Regions from separate parts of the Drosophila melanogaster genome. Here region 1 is linked to region 2. A link is a contact called in public Hi-C data. All regions are on one chromosome and are shown on one strand. The core of a region is the stretch at or near the end of the contact, and the rest is flanking DNA. Distances in the headings are between cores, read along the strand shown. Region 1 holds the start of CG7120. Region 2 holds the start of cert (ceramide transfer protein).

Region 1 (5,448 bases), core at 1,619-4,118, 110 kb before region 2:
TTTCTGTGGAAACAATGAATAAATTATGTTTTTTTTTTTTGCAAAACATGCAAAAAAGAATATGATACTGCTGATGAGTTTATAATTGGCGAATTCCGGAACTTTGCATTTCAAAGCTGATTTACAAATGTTTTTTTCTGTAGTCACTCTCCAGAGTACATAATCTTGTGATTTTTCGTTTTCAATATCTTTCAGTTGTATAATATATATATGTATATATAGTTTGAGTTCATAAGGGATTTAGTTGCATTTATTTTTAGATATAAGGTACTTGTTTGTGTTTTAAAGGATTATAGATCTTTATTCACACATTGTTTGGTTTTCACCGATTTGCACTAGTTTACATTTTTGTTTATTGTTTATAATAATACACGTGCAGATTTTCGGTTCAACAAACGTTTGAATACGTGCAACGCACTTGAATACATTTTCCCATTCAAAACAATTAAAGCACTCTTTTTTTGCCAGCCAGCAAGCATATAAATAACACGTTGTTTGCCAACCTTGGATGGGCGCATTTTGGGTGGTTCGAAATGGGGTGGCGGCCTGCGAATTCAATTAATGGAAATGCAACGTCTGCTAAGCGCCAGGTACATCGTTCTGCCAATCTGCTAATCTTGCGCCAGCGGTCCGAGCACTATGACGACGGAATCGCGAATGCGACTGTAGCCCAAGCACAGAAATAGGTTTGGGTACCAGGCCCACCACCAGGCTAATGGGTATGTGGGAGCGGGGATGGTCTCGGGGATCTCGGGGATCTTGGGGGGTCTGGGAGCCCGAAATGGGAAAATAGAGCTGATGATGCCACATGATGGATCTGTGATTCGCCTTCGCCAATGCCGCGATTATTTCATCGATCACGACTCGGTACGACTACGATCATTAGTTTTCACTTTTTTGCAGTTTCTCATGTGGCAAACATTGATCAGATATTTTGTTGTGTTAATCCATGACACGTTTTCATAGCTATCTACAATAAATATAATTATGCGATATTCATGCCCAGCACTGGAAGACCAGGTGTAGTTCGGCACTAAGCAAATGTTTGCAGCCAAGGAATATTTTCTTTTTTTTATAAATTAAAATTTCTTGATTTTAGGTTTAATAACTTAACAGATAGATCCTGATCAAGAATATATACACTAGTGGGCATAAGTATTTGGACAAGAAATATATTCAATATATTTGTTTGTAACTTATTGTTTACTTAAAGCAAAATTTTTAGATAATTTTAGTAAATAGGTTGACTATCGTAGTTGAATTAGATAACAACTTAGCAGTGGCATAAGTATTTGGACAAATTATTTAAATGTTATAAATTGAAAAGAAAAAAAAGTCAACTAAAAAATTAAAACAAATTAATAAAAAATATACCCTCTCTATCCCTTTAAAGACGTTTTGGTACAGACTGTACCAAGCTGTGGATATAATCTATTGAAATATCCTTCCATAAGGTTTGAATTTTCAAAATCGTTTCTTCGCGATTTCTAGATAAAATTGTTTCGGTAATCTAACAAAAAAAATTTTTTTTTGAGCAGTGAAACTCAAAAGAACATTGTTCCAGAATGATGCAGGCTGACTAACATATTTTTTGGAAAAGTCGAGGCGCTTTAACTTATTTCGTGGAATTATTAGTGGTATAACTCTACTAACATATGTTCCAAAATCATTCATACTTTTCAAGTCATCAACAAACAAAAAAAAAAAAATAAATAATAATAATATAAAATTAATATAATAGTCGAATGTGAGTAAATGAGATAAACACAATTGTTAGAATTTAAAGGGCACTACGCATATGTGGGTTTACAGATATGGGAATTGTGTTAAATAAAGCCAGTTTTGCCTCTATTTCAAACAATGATAAGTGCTAGAAGACTTTTTTTTTAATAACAGGAAGGGCGATAAAATGTCTGTTCAAAAAATATTTATGTTAGTACATGTGGACTGCATTTCATTTGTATTTTGCCAGCTATCAAATGTCGATTATGCCCCATTTTACAGCTTTTTCGACTTGGGCGTTTGCTGTATTTAGCGGATTTCATCTAATTGAATCCACAGTTCGGCTTGAACAATCATTTGGAAAAATTAGCGAGGCACCGACAAAGTCTGGCATTAAAAAGCGACATTAGTTTGGCGTGGCTTTTCACGAGTAGCCATGCATCTAGATAATGCATAGCATTTTAATGGCAAATGCACTTGGGGCATTACTATATAGAAATAATAATAATGAAACTATGGCTGCAGTGGCGAACGGGGTGAAGGGCGAACGGCGTGCTGTGGCATCCGGATACGCTGCAGGACACGAGGCGAATGTGTGAGTGTGTCGAGGACACTTTGCGGTGGTAAAAATAACACATGCAATACAATACAACGTCACATGTGCATATATAACCCAAAGGTGGGGTTGGGCGTCGACTGGGTGGCATACTATGTCAAGTTCCATTGAAGCGAACTGCTTCTGCTGCAGCGTCAGCGTAAATTTGCAATCGTTTTTTGTCGAGCACACTGCCTACAGATACAGATGCATGCACAGATACGGATACAACGCTTACAGATACACAGATACAAAAAGGGACGCACACGGATACACACACTCGCGCGCAAATGGCAAACTTTTCCGAATAGCCTGGGCAAGGATTCATCCCAGTTTTGGGGCCACTCACATATTCGCACACTCACATTTACCACTCGCCGCCATATGTACATCCCCATTGATTGCAGCAAATATACAAATATTTGCAGTCTGATTGCAAACGAACGAACTCGGTACTGTGCGCGATTGCGACTGAGGTCCTTGCTGGCGAAACGGATAACACGATACAACTGAGCGGATGTGCGACTGCCAGCGAGCGGAGACCCACGACGAATGACGACGAACCGTTGCCGACGTGAGATTTTTTACACCCTCCCTGGGTGGCGGCAGCAGCAAGAACAACATGAGGCAGCCGGCAACATGAGACAACTACAATAACGCGCAACAGCAGCACCAGCAGGCCATACACTGAACAAAATCAATAGGCTGGTTTAATGATCATAAATAAAGTCGTATACCTTTCGATCTTAGAGCAGAGTAATGAAATTAACTTGACGTCTTTGAATAATAGCAGAAGTCCAATTACTCAACTATCAGATACCCAGTATTGCGAGGAAGAAACTTCAACATTTTTTGGTATGCCCATTGAATTGGCAAGAAAAATAATAAATTCCTTTAATAGTTAAAAACTTTTTACCAAATTTACAATACCTTTTAGAACATTTATTTAATTTCGCTGGTGACAAGTGGCTTTCTTTGCAGTGGAGCAATGTTTAAAATGCGCCTTTTAGATAAGAGTTTTAATCTGTAGAATTAGTTCTCCTTTGTTCTACAAATCGTTGAATTCTTCAGAATTGAAATCAAACAGTGATAGGTAGATAATGCTGTTTCAATGTTTGTATTCGACGCAAATTAAAACATTTAATTATACCCCTTACATTCAGAGTTAGAAGAGCTAAAAGGTTGAGATTAAGTATATAGATTCTAGAGACATAGACGCAGAGAAACTTCAATTTAAGTGATGTCATGTCAAGAAATGGTTTTTTTATGTATATAATATGGTGTTTTTATATTTTTTGTTTTTCACGTGCAATTGTTAAACGCGTTGCCTTGCACATTCGCGAGTGCTGACTGAAAGTATGCAATGTTTATTTGCGAAATGCCCTATGCACAGTTTGACACTCACTGAGTCTGTGCGGTTTGAGAGCCGCTGACAAGCGGAATGCGGAGAATTTGAAATTTGTGAGCTTTTTGCTACGTGGAAAGTTGTGCATGCTTCTTATTCCACAAAAAACGGAGAAAAAGGAAAAGAGTGGCCACAGCACCGACACCGAAGACTCCGATCAACAGCGCCACCCCCATTTACACTTACATTTAAATTGTACAGATTCCACTTGGGCATTCCAGCAAATCCAGGAAATAAGTTGCGGAATAAGTTAATTGAACAAATAAAACAATAATAATAATAATAATAACTTGGTTTACTGCTTCTTCGCGGGTATTTTCCGATAACGATATCGCAGGTGTATCGGTGTAGCTTTTATTTATAAGGATATTCACACTTTTATATATTAATAGCTTTTGACAATTTCTTGATCTTTTATTTTTAATCATGTATTTAAATAATAATACTATGTCGGGAAATGAAATAATGAGGCCAAACTTACAATAACATTTTTTTAATAAATACAAAACCATGTTTAAGATGTTTTTAAGCATATATAAAATTTATAGTGTTCCAATAAAATGATATTTAAAATATAAATATAATATAATATAAAATATATGAAAAGAATAATCGCGGCGGATAGCACTACAAATTAACTAAATACGTTTCCTAATGCTATATTTAAAACACTTAAATTTAAATCCGTAAGACTCATATAATCTATTTAAATAAAACAAAATACTAAAACCAATATCTTATCTTTTCTAATTGCAATCACTTAAGCTAATGAAAGTGTCGCGAATATTTACTGGTGTCATATATAGCTAATGAATAATCTATGAACTTCTGAATGGGGAAAAACACTTTGACTCTTTTTGATACTCACATATTCACATCCGAAAGACATTGTAAATATTTAAATCTAATCAAATGTTGCCTGTTTTTAAATGTTTAGATAAGATTCTAGGGAATCGTAAATTAAAACAAATCATTTTCGGTATATTAAATTTATATTAAACATAATTAAGAAAAGTAATTATTTGTGCCACGATGAACTTTTTCTATAAAAAACTTTTTTTTTAGTTTTCTATAAAAACTATTATGAATAAAGTGAATTCTGAGAACAATAGTTTGTGTACCTATCATACCACTTTTCAAGCCTTTTATTGTTCAGTAAATAAAAGGTCTAATGATAAGAACCGTAACTCATAATTGAATCATCGCATCTTGAAAGTTACATATAACAATTCCATATTGGTCATAGTTTTGCTGTGATTAAAGTTTAATATGAATTTAAGTCATATGGATTTGTTATCTCATTTGCTTCCATTAAACATTTCACACGGCTCCATTCATGAGCACTTTTAGCCAAGTTAGACTTTTAATAATATATTACCATTATTCTTTATCGCCTGTTTGTCGGAACGGGCATTTTATATGACCCACCATCTAGCCAGATACGATTAAGGTATAAATACTCCGTGGGCATTCCCAAGTTTTCAAGCTTTTCCAGCAACATGAAAGCATTCATAGCTATCCTGGCTTTGGCTGTGGCCTCGGCCTCTGGCGCCACCATGCCCCGTTTGGCCACCGAGAAACTGACCCCGGTCCACACCAAGGACATGCAGGGTCGCATCACCAACGGCTATCCGGCTGAGGAGGGCAAGGCTCCCTACACCGTCGGTCTGGGCTTCAGCGGCGGCTGGTGGTGCGGTGGTTCGATCATCGCACACGATTGGGTGCT
Region 2 (5,939 bases), core at 1,064-3,563:
TCGAAATTGGAATGGGACTCCGTGTCTAGTTGAGTTTGTTGCCTAAGTCTTTTGTTTGAGTTTTCACCTCTGCAGGAGCAATCAAATTAGTTACCCATGCTGCCTACTTACTCCCAGTGAAAATAAAGTAATCAAGGATCTCCATTATAATAATGATCAATCAATCATTTGCACTCTAATCACTATTATCAGCATCTAATCATTATTATGACAGCATTCAATGGATGTTCAGCAACGAGCTTGGAAAAAACTATTTAATACGAGAATATCTAAAAACTAAAGTGTTATGTTTGAGTTATGTTGATCTTATCTTTAAAAGCCTCTAACTTATGAGCTGTGTTTACTTATTAGACCATAATTTGTCTGTAAAGCTGTTTCTCCACCTTTGCAATAACAATTTTTTATTACCATCTCAGCACTCATCACTCAACGTGACCATGGAGAAGGTGTTAAGGCGATGCAGTCGCCTGCTCCTCCTACTGCTGCTGCCACTTGTCAGCTTGTGTCCAAATGCATTGGCACTCAATCGACAGGCGGATGCTGGCCAGGCTTTGGATATGGCAGCGCAGCTGGCGGATGCGGAAGCCGAAGCCAGGCCGGATTACGATGCCGATTCCCCGGATACGCCGCACATACGCAAGAAGCGACTCATCTGGATTACGGATGATGGCAGATTGGCCCTGCCGCCGGGCACTTCGCTGACATTCGTGCCAACCATTGCCATGCCCCTGGTTCGGCATCCGCCCGAGGGATTCTTCTCCAACCTGACCATCAGTTTTCCCGTCACCAGTGCGTAGACAGCTCTCAATGTCAATGATTAATCAATTAACTCTGATTTTTGTTGCCTCAATCCACAGTTGACTTCGACAAACTGGGCCTGACAGACAACCAAAATCCTCTGGGGGATCTGCCGCCGCTGTTCGCCCGCTCCTTTGGTCACGAGGCAGGCCACATGGTTGGTGAATATGTGGCGAGGTATCTGCATGTCCAGCGCAGGAAGAGGGATCTCAGCGAGCAGCGGAGCAGAAGCAACGAGGATCATCCCTTTAGGATACACGAAGAGGGTCCAAAGTATCCGGAGCTGCCAGCCGGACTGCAGCATATTTTCCATGGCGGAGAGCGGGTTTTGCTCTATGGCGTAGTGGAGGACTTTCTATCCACCTTTGGCATGGATGGCAAGGCCTGTTTGCTGAGAACCATTTGTGAGATGCACTCACGAAGTTTGGAGAAGTTCGGTGTCTTTGGAGAAATGACAAAGCTATTTTTAACGTGAGTAATTTCCTCCTTTCAATCGTGATTCTTTGTTACACAGATCTCTCTTATAGGGTAACCAAATCTCCGTTTTCCGACCTGGTACCCGACTATGTACAAGCCCAGGAGGTGGGCGAGGGAAAGCAAGCACCAGGAGAATGTTTTCCCTACTTCAAGGACTGTCCGAAGAGTATATTTAAGGCCTTGTCCAGCAAGTATAGCAAACCAGCTCCTGCGAGCAAGACGAAAAAGACAAAACCCACAGACAGACCGGTGGGCGAATATCATGAGGAGCAGGTCATTCAACTGCCCACCACTCGGGATCAGGACAACAATGTGTATATGTAGAACAATGACCAACTCCCATGCGAACCCCTATTGTTGACCTCGTCTAGATGTTAGGATTACGATTGAGTTGAGCGCGTCCTCAAAGTCACTTGCTTGTAATTAACGTGTACTAATTAATTTATAATTATTTATTTTATTTACGCATTGTATTTATTGTTAGTCGTAGGCGTTGTTAATTGCTTAGATTTGTATCCATGTTTGTCTAGTGGTCTGTAAATAATTGAAATTGTGGCATAATTCCTTCCTTTCAACAAATGAAAACGTGTCGAATGAATAGAAAATAAATTTCCCTTGAAAGGTGCTTTATAATTGTTTTCATTCAAATAACAACTTACGGCAATAATGGCCAAGATATGTACAACATTGCGTTTTTAGATTTAAACTGGCGCCAAAAACGACAACTGCCTGCATTGCACAGCACTATCAGCAGTTACAAATCAAAGTTTGAAACCAAATTAAAGTGGTTACACTGGCAGCTAGATTTGGGTACTCTCCATGTTTTTGTGAAAGTAATATATGAAGCAAAATAATACTTAACGGTACTTAGTGCTCGGTTTGTAGTTATGTAATTACTTAACTAATTGCTCATTTTAAAGGGAAGATTTAAATTCAAATTTTGTGTATTTATAAGAAGAAGAAAAAGGCACTTCTGACAACTATCGAGAGTAAGACATCGATAGCGTAACGACTTATCGAAGGAACCGTCGGTCGTCAGACCATCTCTAGGTCAGCTTTGTTTTGGTTTTGCAGCGAAAAAAACATCAGCGTCGTGAGTTCTCTTCGCTTATTTACCAAGCCTCCCACAAACAAGCCAGAGCATTACGTGTTGCACAGATGTTTGCGGATCGTCGAGGAAATCAATAAACGAAAGGTGAGTGCTCCTGGGTGGGGGCCAGCTGGCGCTTCAGAACCGCGAAAAGGCGGTGCTGTGAGTCAGGCGATGCGATCGCTGATTGAATTGGATTATCACGATAGGAGCTCCCATCAAATTGCCAGCCGGCATTGTAGTTGTTTACATTGCGCGGACGTGGCGCAATATATTTTTAATCTTCTGCGGCAACCTGCTGATTAAGATACCCCCGAACCGTTTCATTGTATAGATAACTTGGCAGTTGAACTCCGGAGCTGGAAGAGGATGGACACGAACGCTGGGGAGTCGCTGGGAGCATCGCCGCCCTCGAGCAATGAGGCAGCGGCGGGATCACAGTCCCAGAGCGATGCCTCCGAGGAGGAGGAGTATCTGGACAACAGTATCGAACTGAGGGGCTATCTCAGCAAGTGGACGAACTACATCTATGGATGGCAGCCACGCTACATAGTCCTGAAGGATGGTACACTCTCCTACTATAAATCCGAATCGGAGTCGGATTTCGGGTGCCGCGGAGCCATCAGCCTGACCAAGGCCACCATTAAGGTAGGACGGCCGAAAAGAGAGAGGGTGGAGCTCCTTCCCCAAGTGCTTTCAATTGGACTAATAAAAAAGTAATGGGCGTGAGTGTGTGCGCATGTGTTTGCGACACATTAACCAACGATGACCGCGACCTGAGGTCTCCGTTTCCATTCCCAAGCCAATACACCCATTCCCAATCCAATTCCGAGCGACGCAATCAATGCAGCGCAATCAATTAACGTTGGGCGACCAAAATAGACCAAAATTGAAGTCATCAATGTAAGTGGGGTACCCCTCAGACCTAGGCGCTGCTAGAAGGCCTTCTGTTGACAGGAGGGCGTGTTGTTCTAGGAGGGTGTTTCGCCATGAGTGTGTACTTATCTATTTATACTGTAGGAGCTGCCAAAAGCATATACACAATGCTGACTCACTAGAAGCGGCCCTTCCATTCATTCGCCTTGACTTTGCGAACACTGATCTTATTCAAAGATATTGAAGCCTCATTTAGTTCAAAGAATTTTTCCCAACAATCCAAATAATAATTATCACCGATTTAATCGATCATGATTGGATTACTTGGATTACTTTACAGTGAAACCAGCTCACTTGTAGTTTAAGTTACTAATAATTGGATTTATTTGCAAGTGATTCATTTAAAATTTTAATTAATTTTCACAAATTTCTCTTAGTGTTTTGACTCATTCAGGTTCCACTGTAATTTCCATTTGCCAACAATAATCTTGTATTCGGGTGTTTTCCTTGTTGATTTCATGTTTACCACTGATTTGCGTTCCGCTATAATCAACCATTCAAAGTTAATTAGGTTTTTTTTTCGTCGAATTTATTGTATTTCGTTTTAATAACTGGCTTATTACTGGCATGAAATTTTCATTTAAAATATAAGTAAGATAAACCGTTTATTTGTACCTATTTTGTGCCTTTTACTAAGTTCAAGTTTATTTTTCTTTTGTAGGCCCATGAGTCCGACGAGCTCCGATTCGATGTTGTGGTGAACAACTTAAATAACTGGTGCCTGCGGGCAGAGACCAGCGAGGACCGCATGCACTGGGTGGATGTGCTGCAGCTGTACAAGGCGGACTCCGGCAGCACGGACACCACTTCCTTGCGCCGCCATGGCAGTACCATGAGCCTGCAATCGAACACTATCTCGCTGACCAGCGGAGGAAGCCTAAAGAAGACGCAGCGCAACCTGCGCGAAAAAGTCGGCGAGCTGGAGACCTTTAAGGATATACTATTTGGACAGATCGAGACTCTGCAGCGATACTTTGATGCCTGCTCGGAGGTGAACAAAAACAATGCGCAACCACTGGACCTGGGCGACGGTCTGAAGTCCATCGATTTCAAGGTAAAGTAGTGCACTTATCGGGCCATTGGTATATGTACAGTGTACTAAGCAAAACACTCGATTTTCTCAGGGCGAATCCATCACGTTTCGGGCCACAACGTCCGGCGTGCTAACCACCCTGCAGCATTGCCTAGAAATCATCGCCGAGAGCGATGAGTCATGGAAACGGAAACTGGAGCGTGAAATAGATAAGCGTCGACGTTCTGAGGACCAAAGCAAGTAGGTTGACCTAGTCGGAATAGATTCCTACAAGAAGAAGCAATTTCAATTACCTTTTTTGTATTTGCTTGAAAACCATACGTTTCTTTAAAAATTATCATGCTATTTCATGGTTTAATTTATTTAAAAAAGGATTAATAATGTATTTAAATTTAATGTGTACATTCATTTCTGAAGTTTATTCATTTAAACGATATTAAAACTATGGTAAAATTCTATGTTTCTTCTTTGCAGAAAGCTCAAGGATGAAGTTGAGAAAATGAAGCGTCTATCGTATCCTGGCCCAGATTTCGAGGTGAGTTCAAGTTTACAGCTCTCGTAAAAGCAAAAGCGTAATCGCATTCACGGTCATTGCTGCTCAAATCGGGGCCAAACACGTTCCCACTGAAAATGCAAACAATCGCCGAATGAGTGGCGCGAAATTCGTATAAACGATTTGCGTGCGATTTGTCGGCGTCTTAAAATAAACTGCCTGATTCGACGTTGTGTCAGAGATTTCATCATATGCAAGGAAAGTAGAACACGCTGGACTATTATTCAAGCGTTTTCAATTCGATTATGGAATGCCAGTATTTGGTTCCGAATTTTGGCTGACACGAAGTTCCCGTGTTCGTGTTAATCTGGAATTGGTCATGCAATATCGTTTTTCCGCTTACATTTGTTTGCCCAATCAATTCCATTTTAATGGCATATGTCCACAATAGCATTAGAAAAATGATGCTCTCCTACGAATTGTAAGTGCTCAACTTGGTTGTTATTCTTGGCTCGGTTACTTGGCGACTACTCAGGCTGAAAGACTGGGCGTCTAGACGGTTTCATTAGGCCTGTTTGACAGTTGGGCGTAGCTTAAGATCTACTTCGAGCCAATATTGCAGATATTGACGTTGAATAACGATCCAACCGTTGGCTAGAATGCACTTTGTGCAACGGGTATATTAACTATTACGTCTTCAGTGATCTTCATATGAAAATTTTGTTAGAAAATCCCGATTTAAGTGAACAATATATAGTAAACATGTACGTGATCTTTCACTATACGTTCAAGCTTAGAGCATTCAATATGCGGCTCACTTTTTGAGCTGTGGCTTTTAGCCTGGCTTACAGCTGTCAGGTTTATGGCTTATGAGCTAGGCTGGTCAGTCGGCGGTTAGCGATCGAGTGGCCAACACGTAGCAATTATAAACAAATTTGCTAGGCAAACAATTCAAAACGAGACTGTTTCTTTTTCATATTGGTCGTGGCATTTAATTGAGTGTGCAGATTGTGAAATTTCTTGCGTTGCATTGAAAGAGCTATAATAAATAAACAAGTGTACACAATTGTAGCAATCGCTAGTTCATGTTGCAAATATAAAAGCGCCGCACG

Evidence for each region. A called contact is a pair of places that touch in the nucleus more often than the background predicts.
Region 1: a Hi-C map of the Kc167 cell line shows a contact between it and region 2, with 1.6 times the contacts expected there. The contact joins the promoter of CG7120 here to the promoter of cert in region 2. A contact is called at or near these places in 7 of 107 Hi-C or Micro-C datasets (the Kc167 cell line, the S2 cell line, cellular blastoderm embryo and 2 more).

What each region holds. Positions count from the first base shown.
Region 1 is chr3L:8,393,420-8,398,867 of dm6, reverse strand. It overlaps CG7120, which reads right to left and starts at 2,868. Exons shown (of 5, transcript NM_001274649.1): 1 at 2,683-2,868. Jon66Cii (Jonah 66Cii) reads left to right here and starts at 5,219. Exons shown (of 1, transcript NM_139960.2): 1 at 5,219-5,448. The coding sequence starts at 5,222.
Region 2 is chr3L:8,286,244-8,292,182 of dm6, reverse strand. cert (ceramide transfer protein) reads left to right here and starts at 2,313. Exons shown (of 9, transcript NM_139942.5): 1 at 2,313-2,470; 2 at 2,700-3,013; 3 at 3,963-4,355; 4 at 4,426-4,574; 5 at 4,809-4,869. The coding sequence starts at 2,735. It overlaps CG7201, which reads left to right. Exons shown (of 4, transcript NM_139943.2): 2 at 417-789; 3 at 858-1,269; 4 at 1,326-1,897. The coding sequence starts at 438. The coding sequence ends at 1,599.